Linked DNA regions of Xenopus tropicalis: region 1 is linked to region 2. The links are chromatin contacts, called in public Hi-C maps. All regions are on one chromosome and are shown on one strand. Each heading gives the region's core, a stretch centred on a gene start, on an enhancer-like site or on the middle of the called end of the contact. The rest is flanking DNA. Distances are from core to core; before and after follow the strand shown. Region 1 has its middle 190 kb from the start of fam241a. Region 2 has its middle 34 kb from the start of fam241a.

Region 1 (4,786 bases), core at 1,232-3,731, 160 kb before region 2:
GTTGTCTTCTAAGAAAGACATCTTCAAATACATTTTCAGCAATGCTATGTATGTCGGATAAATGTGCTTTAAATAAGTAAGTCATGCCATCTAGTGGTGCATTTGTAGAAATACTGTCTGACTGTTTCTATATTTGGTAAATTCTCCATCATATCCTGCACTACTGTTAATGGTATATAGCGAATGTCTGTAAGTAATTAGCATTGTCTTTTGCAAATTGTATTTCAGCCCATGCATTGAAATATGTGAATAAAACATCTTCTGAGACCCCAAACAATTGGAAAATGCATTATTGACTGTATTAGGAAAATAATTTCAGACAATGATATACCCTTTTAATTCCTCACCCATTAGTATGCCTATAAAGTACAGTACCTATGTACTCATTGAATGCTGCTCTAGTAAAATTATGAGTCAACTGTGGCCATACAGATGTTGGGTACTACAAGTCCCAGGACCCACAGATTTTGATTGTCTGGAAGTTCTAGTAGTTAAACAACATATGACATATAGAAGGTTGCCTGTGCCTGTTGTTATTGGAAATGCTACAATATAAGATTTAATTTGCAATGAATGGAAAGTTGCTACATAGTGCTCATTCAAGAACCACTTGCGTACAGCATCTTGTTGAATTGAAAATCCAGTCAGGGGTGCTGTTTGCAGCCCCAGTGTGTCCCAACTTGCGTGTCTGAATGATGCTGATGCGTCTCCCCTCCCTACATGAACACAGCTTTGCCAAACGCAGGACTGAGGCCTAGTGAGGAGAGGTCTGACTGAGGAAAATTAGTGGCATATTTACAAGCGCAATATCTCAGTGAGTAAACCTTATGCTGTTTTCTCTACAGCTTATTTTGCTTGACTTTTTAAACCACCTGTCAATCCAAGGAAAACAAATATAAGTCTGGCTATTTCTAACTGATCATCTCTGTCTGGCCAAGGACTTCTTATAGGGATATTATCACAGCAGAAGCGCTATGGTGGGTGATAATCAATACTGTGATTACCGAACAGGAGACAATGGTATATTAGGCAACAGCTTAGGATCTAGGTGAAATAAAATGAAGCTAATTAAACATTCAACTATTAATAGTTACTTTACTTAAATACAAAGGGGAATGAAAATGGACTATTATATCTCTTTCAGGTATCTCAAAATTATTCTTATTTTGAATTTGTTTTACAAACGTATTTCATTGTCAGCTCAGGGATCAGTTTGGGAATATTTTTGGTTCCAATGCCCTATATTTTGTAAACATTGCTGCCTGCAGACAGCAAAGCTCCCCCTTTGCCAAGCCTTTGTTCTTGCAAGGCCCTCGCCCTTTGTATTGTTTCTTTGAAGCATTTTAATACAGGCCACATCAGCCAATGCCTGCTCCTCAGGCTAAACTTGTGCTAGGCATCTTTTTTCAGATGTCTGCTCTCTGGATGCTGTCCCGGGCTCTACTTTACAGCAAGCAGATTACATTTGCACTACAAAACATTTCCCTATTGTAACAATTAGCTGAAATTTCCTGCTCTGTAATTCCTAAATTGAATTCAGTTGCAGAGACATTAGTATGCATCTGAGCCGGGGCTGAACTGTATGAGTTACTGTGTTGCGCATCTGGGAAATAAAAGTTACCTCACTTTTACATTGCATTGTGGTAAAATGCTGTAACTCAAGAAAGTCAAGGAAACCACAAGCTGATGAGCACCATATATTCCATTATACCAACACCCTTAATGGGGAGATTCCTTGCCATTCTTCTTCAGTAATTCCATTGTAGACTTATTATACCTCTTGACTAATGGGCTTAGATCTTCTGTGTACGAGAGAAGGGAATCTTAAATCAGTATCCATCTTATGTCTTGCTAAAGTCTAATTGTTCCCCTGCATAACATTAAAAGACAATATTTTATTGTAGACACAAAGCTTTACTTTGCTGCCTACAGGAGTTGCCAACGCAACTGTACTTTGTATTTATTTGTAATTATTATCATACTTTGTATTTGTTTATTATTTTTGTTCCGCTGTACCGTGCTGCGTACATAAGTAGCGCTAGATAAATACATACATACATACTTGTCACTTGACACCAAAACAACAATACCATCTGCTGGACAAAAAAAGAATTCACTGTTCCATTGGTGTTCAAGGGTGTTGCCACTATTTGCAAAACCTATAACTTTTTCTTTGTTTAAAAGAAAGATAAGGCACCAAAACATGAATTTAGTACATTTTCTCTGTTGTGTACAGTGCCTGTCCTTTGGAAAGTCGCAATTGCTATTTAGGTTTGATGAGCTGCTTAGCTTTCTCAGACTGTGTAGTAAACTGTGCATATTATTTTAAACTATTTTGTCAGTTTACTAAAATAAAATCCTAAATACTTGCAGTAATTCCCTTGATTCCATGATTATTTTCTTCTGTGTGTTGTATTCTAGTATATGGCAGTGGGACGATGCCACCTAGTGGCTAATAGAGAGAGCAGAGCGTTCAGGATTACAGAGAGAGATGATGTCAGTTCTTTACAGTGGCGAGGATGTTCCTTTGTAAAATCCTGGGAGGCACATCTCTTGCACAGCGTGAGCGAAATCCAGACAGAGTATGTCTGCCTATAAATCTCTCATTACTAGTTAGGCATTGCTGGCTCTCATCCACCCGATTTCCCTGTGATTTATTAAGTGTTATGCCATGTATATGAGAATGGGGTTTACTGAACAGTTACATTTACAGTCAATACTCCATATAACAAAGCTACTGCTAAACCAGTCGGTCTCACCCTCTCATTTCGAAGAAGACGTTTACCTGTAAGAGCCATATATTGGATAAGCTCTGTTATAATACAGTTAACCCTTTACTGAATGGAAGGACAGAAAGCTAACCAGTATACTCTTGTCATCAGTAATTACTATGCATTCAAAGTTCACCAATCAACTATATTGAAAGCATACATTTTATGAAAAGGCATTATTTCAGATGAAATAAAATACAAATAGTATAACTGTAACCTCATACTGTGCTATAGCGATATTTTAAATACACGTTTGTTAATAATTTGATGACTAAGGGGATTTAGTGCCAACTATTGTAATTATGTTAGATCAAGTTCATTCTCATGACAGGTTTATTCCCTTAATAATATCATAAATCAGAATTATAATATACCAGTAATTTCTATCTCTCCTTATCTGGTTTCTGCTTATGTCAGCCTCGTGTGATGGCTTACTATTGTTGATAGTATTGATATGGGATCTATAATCTGCAATTGCTGGGCCCTGGGGTTTTCCAGATAAGGGGTTGCACTGTAATCTGGAGCACCATTGGTTAAAAACTACTAAAAATCTAGGGTTTTTTTTCATCAACATGGCATTACACTGACTATGTCCATGACCTGTACAAAAGCACTTGATTTGATAATATAATTCATACCTGTATAGTTCAGGTTGTACAATAAGGCTGCCACATCACATTTTTAAACCATAGAGAAGGAGCTGATTTCAGTAGCAGAATTAATGAGCAGTTGTTACCCATAGGTTCAGATCTATACACCTGTGCTACTTCAGATCAATTACAATTCCCCAATTTTAAACATGCCCAATGTCCTTTCTACATGGCTAATTAATATTTATGTAGTCACATTTTACATTCTCACAAGTCTGCATAATACATCTTAGTTATATGTTAATTAGTTTTTTAGCATTTAAAAGTGTCTAGTTTTCAAATTTTATGGGGTGAGTTGGGGCAACATCATTATGCAACCTCAGGTTCCCAGCCTCATGTACCACAACAGTACCCATCATCCTTAGTCAGCATGCAGCTGGTTGAAAGTCATGGTGGCTGTCATGCTACAGCAAGCTGATGGTTTGACATAGGAACAAGATTCCCAGAGGAAATTTGATAAAAGTTTAATTAAATGAAATCCTTTCATTTGGAAAAGACATTCTACTGTACAGCGCTGCGTACATAAGTAGCGCTTTATAAATAAAGATATACATACACACATACATACATACATAAGTCATGGCACAAGAAAGAAAATAGAAAAAATGTCATAATAAAGAAGCAAAATGACTAAATGCTATAAAATGGCAAACACTGGTACCAAGGCAGGATAGATTCATCCAAAGACGTTTTGGGACAATTTTTATGATTTTTACAATCCAGCAGTCTTTTTCTTCTTCTCCAAAGGGTTAAGTAAATCTAGCACAAGGTAACATACAGATAGGCAAAAGCTGGGTTAAAACCAGCTGTACCAAATGCTTACAGAGATATTTACCCAGAATGCAGAGTACTGTTAATGATGATTTATAGGTAAAAAAAAGAACTAGTAAAGCACTCAACAGAACAGATGGACTGAAACAAAGAAAAGCACTGATACATTCATTTGCTTTTTCCCTTATAATACAATCATGGGCACAAGATGTCATATTATTACTAAACCACAAAACTGGATATAAGGGGGCCTGTTATTTTTTTTAAAAAACAGAAAATACACTACCCATTGTCAGACATTGATGCATGAAATCCAGATAACTTATAAAGCTGTGTGCCACTAAAATGTATGGAAACTTCTCCAGAGCTACAGATACCATTGGTCTACATGCATAGTCTATCCATATTCTGTATATTTAGTCAAACAACTTAAATACAACAACAACTTAAATACACTTAAATACTTTTTACAAAGTTGCACTTTGTTTACAACTGCTAAGAAAGAAAATACATGCTGAATTTCCACTCATATTTAATGCAGCCTCTTCCATACCCATCTTATTGCAGTAATTATCACATATAATCAGTGGTATT
Region 2 (4,214 bases), core at 1,193-3,692:
AAAAGTAATAACTGTAATGCATATTTGCTGAAACATGGAATAAAGTTTTCAAGAAGAATTACAGCTGCTCCAACTTCATGGAGAGGAGATGGATTTTCCTTGGCCCAATATCTCTCTATCTCTTGTTTTGTTTAGGATCTGTTGCCAAAGCACTGTTGCTGTATGGGACAATCAATGCAAATGTTATAAATAGCAAAACATGTTTGCGTCAGAAAGGTTTTATAAATGTCAGTCCTTAACTCCTCAGAGACCAAACCAATCCTTGATGCATCCCCAAGAAAGGCTTTTAGGTTATCCGGTATTGTCTTGAAACTTTTGACATGTAGCCAAGTAAATTAGACAGTTAAATATCACATACATAAATAATAATGCACACTTCTATAAATTGAATTAAAAACGTGCTCTCAGGAAAACCTGCAGCCTCCCCCCCCTCATGTTAATTAAGCACTTTGTTGTGAAATGATGTTTGCTCTTGGACATAAGATGCACAGACACAAGCTTGTATTGCTTTGCTGCATAATATAAATAATACATTGGGCTCTGTATGCTTTATAACTTTGAATGGCATGGTTTTGATATTGAGATTAACACAAGTTCAACACAGTTATGGAAAGTTGTTTTTTACTTTACACCATAAACTGAAGATAAAATACTTGGTTTTTGGTTGTGGGTACCTTCATATGGAAGATGAAAGGAGTTACAGAGTAGAGGAATACAAACGTGAGATATAAGATATTAGAGATTATAGATAAGAATCTATACATCCAAACAGTGACAATTATACATCCAAACAATGACTTTTTGGACAGTAGCTCTCTGGTTTGGAATTTCAGCAGCTATGTGGTTGCTAGGGTCTTGTTTATCTTAGCTACCAGACAGGGGTTTAAATGAGAGACTGAAATAGGAGAAGGATTATATAAAAAGATCACAAGTAACAATAATAATAATATAATTGTAGCCTCACAGAGCAATTGTTTTTTGATCTTTGGGTCAGTTACCCCCACTTGAAAGCTGGAAAGATGTAAAAGTGAAAAGTGAATAATTATTATATATTAAAAATAAATAACGAAGACCAATTGCTAGGAATAGTACATTCTATAACATACTAAAAATGAACTGAAACGTGAACCACCCCTTTAAGGTAGGGATCATCTGTATGATGGTAGGGGTCCTGTCAGATATTGGTAGTATGTAGTAAATGGGTACCTGGCATTCCCTTAAAACCAAAAATGTAAGTCCTATTCAATACTTTACAGGCTGCTCTTTTATGTCAGTTACTCTCCTTGTATTTATTTAATGTACAACTGGATTAAGGATAACATGGGAAGAGGAGATCACAAAAATGTAGAACTTGCGCTCATTACACACGTTTGAAGGAAAGTCACAGAGTTTGCTTGTGGCTCCACACAAGGTATTAAAGCAGTGAATTGTGAGCAGAGGACCGACGGTCCATAAAAGGGGAGTAGTTTCATTGGATGCAGATTGTCATTGGTTAATCCCAGATTGTGATGGTTATCTTGCATGCATGTTTAATAGTTAATAGGCAATAATACTAAATCAAATAATAATAATGCAATGGAACAACCTGCAACTTACCTATAATTTTGAATGAGAACAAACAATATTTTGCTTTACTGCCTCTTAAAGCATTATCTGTGCTAGTAAAACATGGATGCTTTGTTGGCCCGGGGATATAAAGGAGTTATTTGGATAATTCATTCCATCATTCCTTGAGCAAGAATTGAGAACTCTGATGCTATGTGTGTAAGATAAGGTATGAAAATACTTTATATTTCCCTGAATTTATTGCAAAGTGATAGGGCCTTTTGTGTCCTGTCAGTCCTTCTCACCTAGGGTTGCCACCTTTCTAAATAACTGTTATCAGCTGGTTGGGAGGTGGGAACAAAAGGGGCGGGGCAATGCCATAAAAGGGGTGGGTTGATGACATAAAAGGGGCAGGCTATGATGCGCAACAACCAGAGGAAAGGATCTGGGAAGAAAAGAAGTTTGGGCTAGATTGGGGACAGATTAAAGGCAGGCCAGGGGCTTATTTTAAGGGAATTACAAATTTACCAGCAACTACATTGCCTGTAAATTTGTAATATTGGTCCTGGCCTTGACTAGTGTTTTACAGCCTAGGCCTTTAAAATATTAGCTGGGTGACAACCCTCTCCTCACCCTGTTCTTTCACTTGTATACCCCCTCATACGCTCTGGTTCTTTCATTTGTATACCTTCTACGCAAAATCCATGGAATCCAGGAATTTAGTCTCATTAAATTTAATCTCATTAAATATCCTTATGCAGGCACCAAAGTGACTTGAAGCCCACCAATACACAATTCATTTGCATTTCTTTGTTTTATGAATAGGGTGTCCTTGTGTAAGTAGCTTAGTGATGCAAATTTAATTTGCATTCCTCCCATCCTAATTAAAATGCAGTTGCCTACCATACTCTCATCTTTCAGTTAAAGTAGTCACAGATGTTTGTTGTACATGGAGAAAACAGCTGCTTATGGAGTACTTGAGGGCTTTCCTCCAAATACATTGTTTTATGTGACAGATATTGTTATAACACCTACTCAAAAGGAAATGCATTAGGAAGCTGGTTGAAAATTACAGATTTAATAGAGACTATGAGTATATTGTCTTTGCTAACAAACACTGAACTAAAACTCTTTCTTTTATTGTGAACACAAGTGTGCATGGATGTAACTAGTTTTGTTTTTTGGATAATAAACCGAAACTGAGTATGAGACCTATTACCCAGAATGCTCGGGACCAGGGGATTTCCATATAAGGGATCATTCCATAAGCTGGATCACCATACTTTGTCTAATAAAAATTAATTAAACATTAAATAAACCCAATAGGATTGTTGTGCCACCAATATGGATTTCTGCATACCTCACTAGTGTCCCTGTTAAGGTGGAATTATTTGTGGAATTATTGCGTTACTTTAAAATGTTAGTGGGGTTTGGAGCAGATTGCTAGGAATATGTCTAAAATTTCCATAGAAGGACCCAGTTCATTGGTCAGGGGTAATTAACAGCACTAGGGGTATGCATAGGAACCTCAGAACAAGGTAAGCCTATAGCTCTGTTTGAATAGGGAAGAGGAATCTGATTCAAAACCAGCAGTGGCACAAACAGGGGAATGATTCCTCACAAGTTGACTTTACGTAGCCCCAGCAATCTTTGGTAATTGTATTGCTGCAGAACTATGACACTTTCCCTTTACTGCATGAGTCCCAGAAAACTTTTTCACATTCTCAAATCATGTCTTGAATGTGTCATTGTTGCCCTGTTTTTTGATTTTACAGGTGATATATTGAACAGACAATCTAAGCAATGTCGCAGCCAACACATGAGCGTTTCATTCCATAGGGGCAATTTATTACACTAATTAGCTAAACGCCTTTATACAGGTATACTAACAGAGCAACAATGTTAGCATATAATGATATGCTTTTACAGCAGTATATTAACCTTACTGTTATGTATTGCATTTAGTGGCTTTATGCCTCTTCTGTTATAAACAGTACACTTTCTAATTTGCTCTGCTGTTCATTTATTCATCTTGCCACAATGCCTAATTCTTCCTCAACATGGTGCAACAGTGACTCCTAGTGGTGACATTTTTATACACAGTCACAATACAAGGCTCATTTCTCAAATATTTTTTTATCAATTAGCCATCTCAGTTGATTGGCCTCATTTGCAAAGCCCCAGGATTCAACTGCAAGAACACTGAGGCACAAGACCGCATATATGTGTCTCCCCCCACCTGTCCCTCACCAAAACAATGCTGGAAGGGGAGCCACAGATCCTCTGCCCCATAACAAAGTGTAGATGACTGTGGCTATTTGTACACAACTGAACACTGTGCAAAATGCAAAAAAAACCAAACCTTGAATCTTTAAAATCAGTAAAGCTAAGTATCCTAAAAATATACATACAATTGGCCTATTTATCAAATGTAAAACACCATTGCCATATCGACACTCAGGATTGCTGCATAAAATCCAGCATAATTGTAAAGCTATGATTTTAGGCCTATGCAAAGGTCCTGTTTAAAATTCCAATGGAAAAAAAGCAACTTGAAACCCCCTTAAAGGAACAGTAACACAAGAACCAAGCACCAACCTCTCCCTCTGTTCCCCAAATCTAATTATTCACCATGCATCACCATTTATTGACCTTACTGAGGTATATTA

The links. A called contact is a pair of places that touch in the nucleus more often than the background predicts.
Region 1: a Hi-C map of gastrula embryo shows a contact between it and region 2, with 2.8 times the contacts expected there. The contact joins two enhancer-like sites. A contact is called at or near these places in 4 of 5 Hi-C or Micro-C datasets (brain, gastrula embryo, neurula embryo and 1 more).

The regions. Positions count from the first base shown.
Region 1 is chr1:68,027,211-68,031,996 of UCB_Xtro_10.0, reverse strand. No RefSeq gene overlaps it. Among named protein-coding and RNA genes, the nearest start is that of fam241a, 190 kb to the right of the region's middle. Within about 2 kb of position 2,481, at least 1 of the 11 cell types and tissues checked has an H3K27ac peak or open chromatin away from gene starts, as enhancers often do. A contact at or near this core is called in gastrula embryo, where this site is marked.
Region 2 is chr1:67,870,864-67,875,077 of UCB_Xtro_10.0, reverse strand. No RefSeq gene overlaps it. Among named protein-coding and RNA genes, the nearest start is that of fam241a, 34 kb to the right of the region's middle. Within about 2 kb of position 2,442, at least 4 of the 11 cell types and tissues checked have an H3K27ac peak or open chromatin away from gene starts, as enhancers often do. A contact at or near this core is called in gastrula embryo, where this site is marked.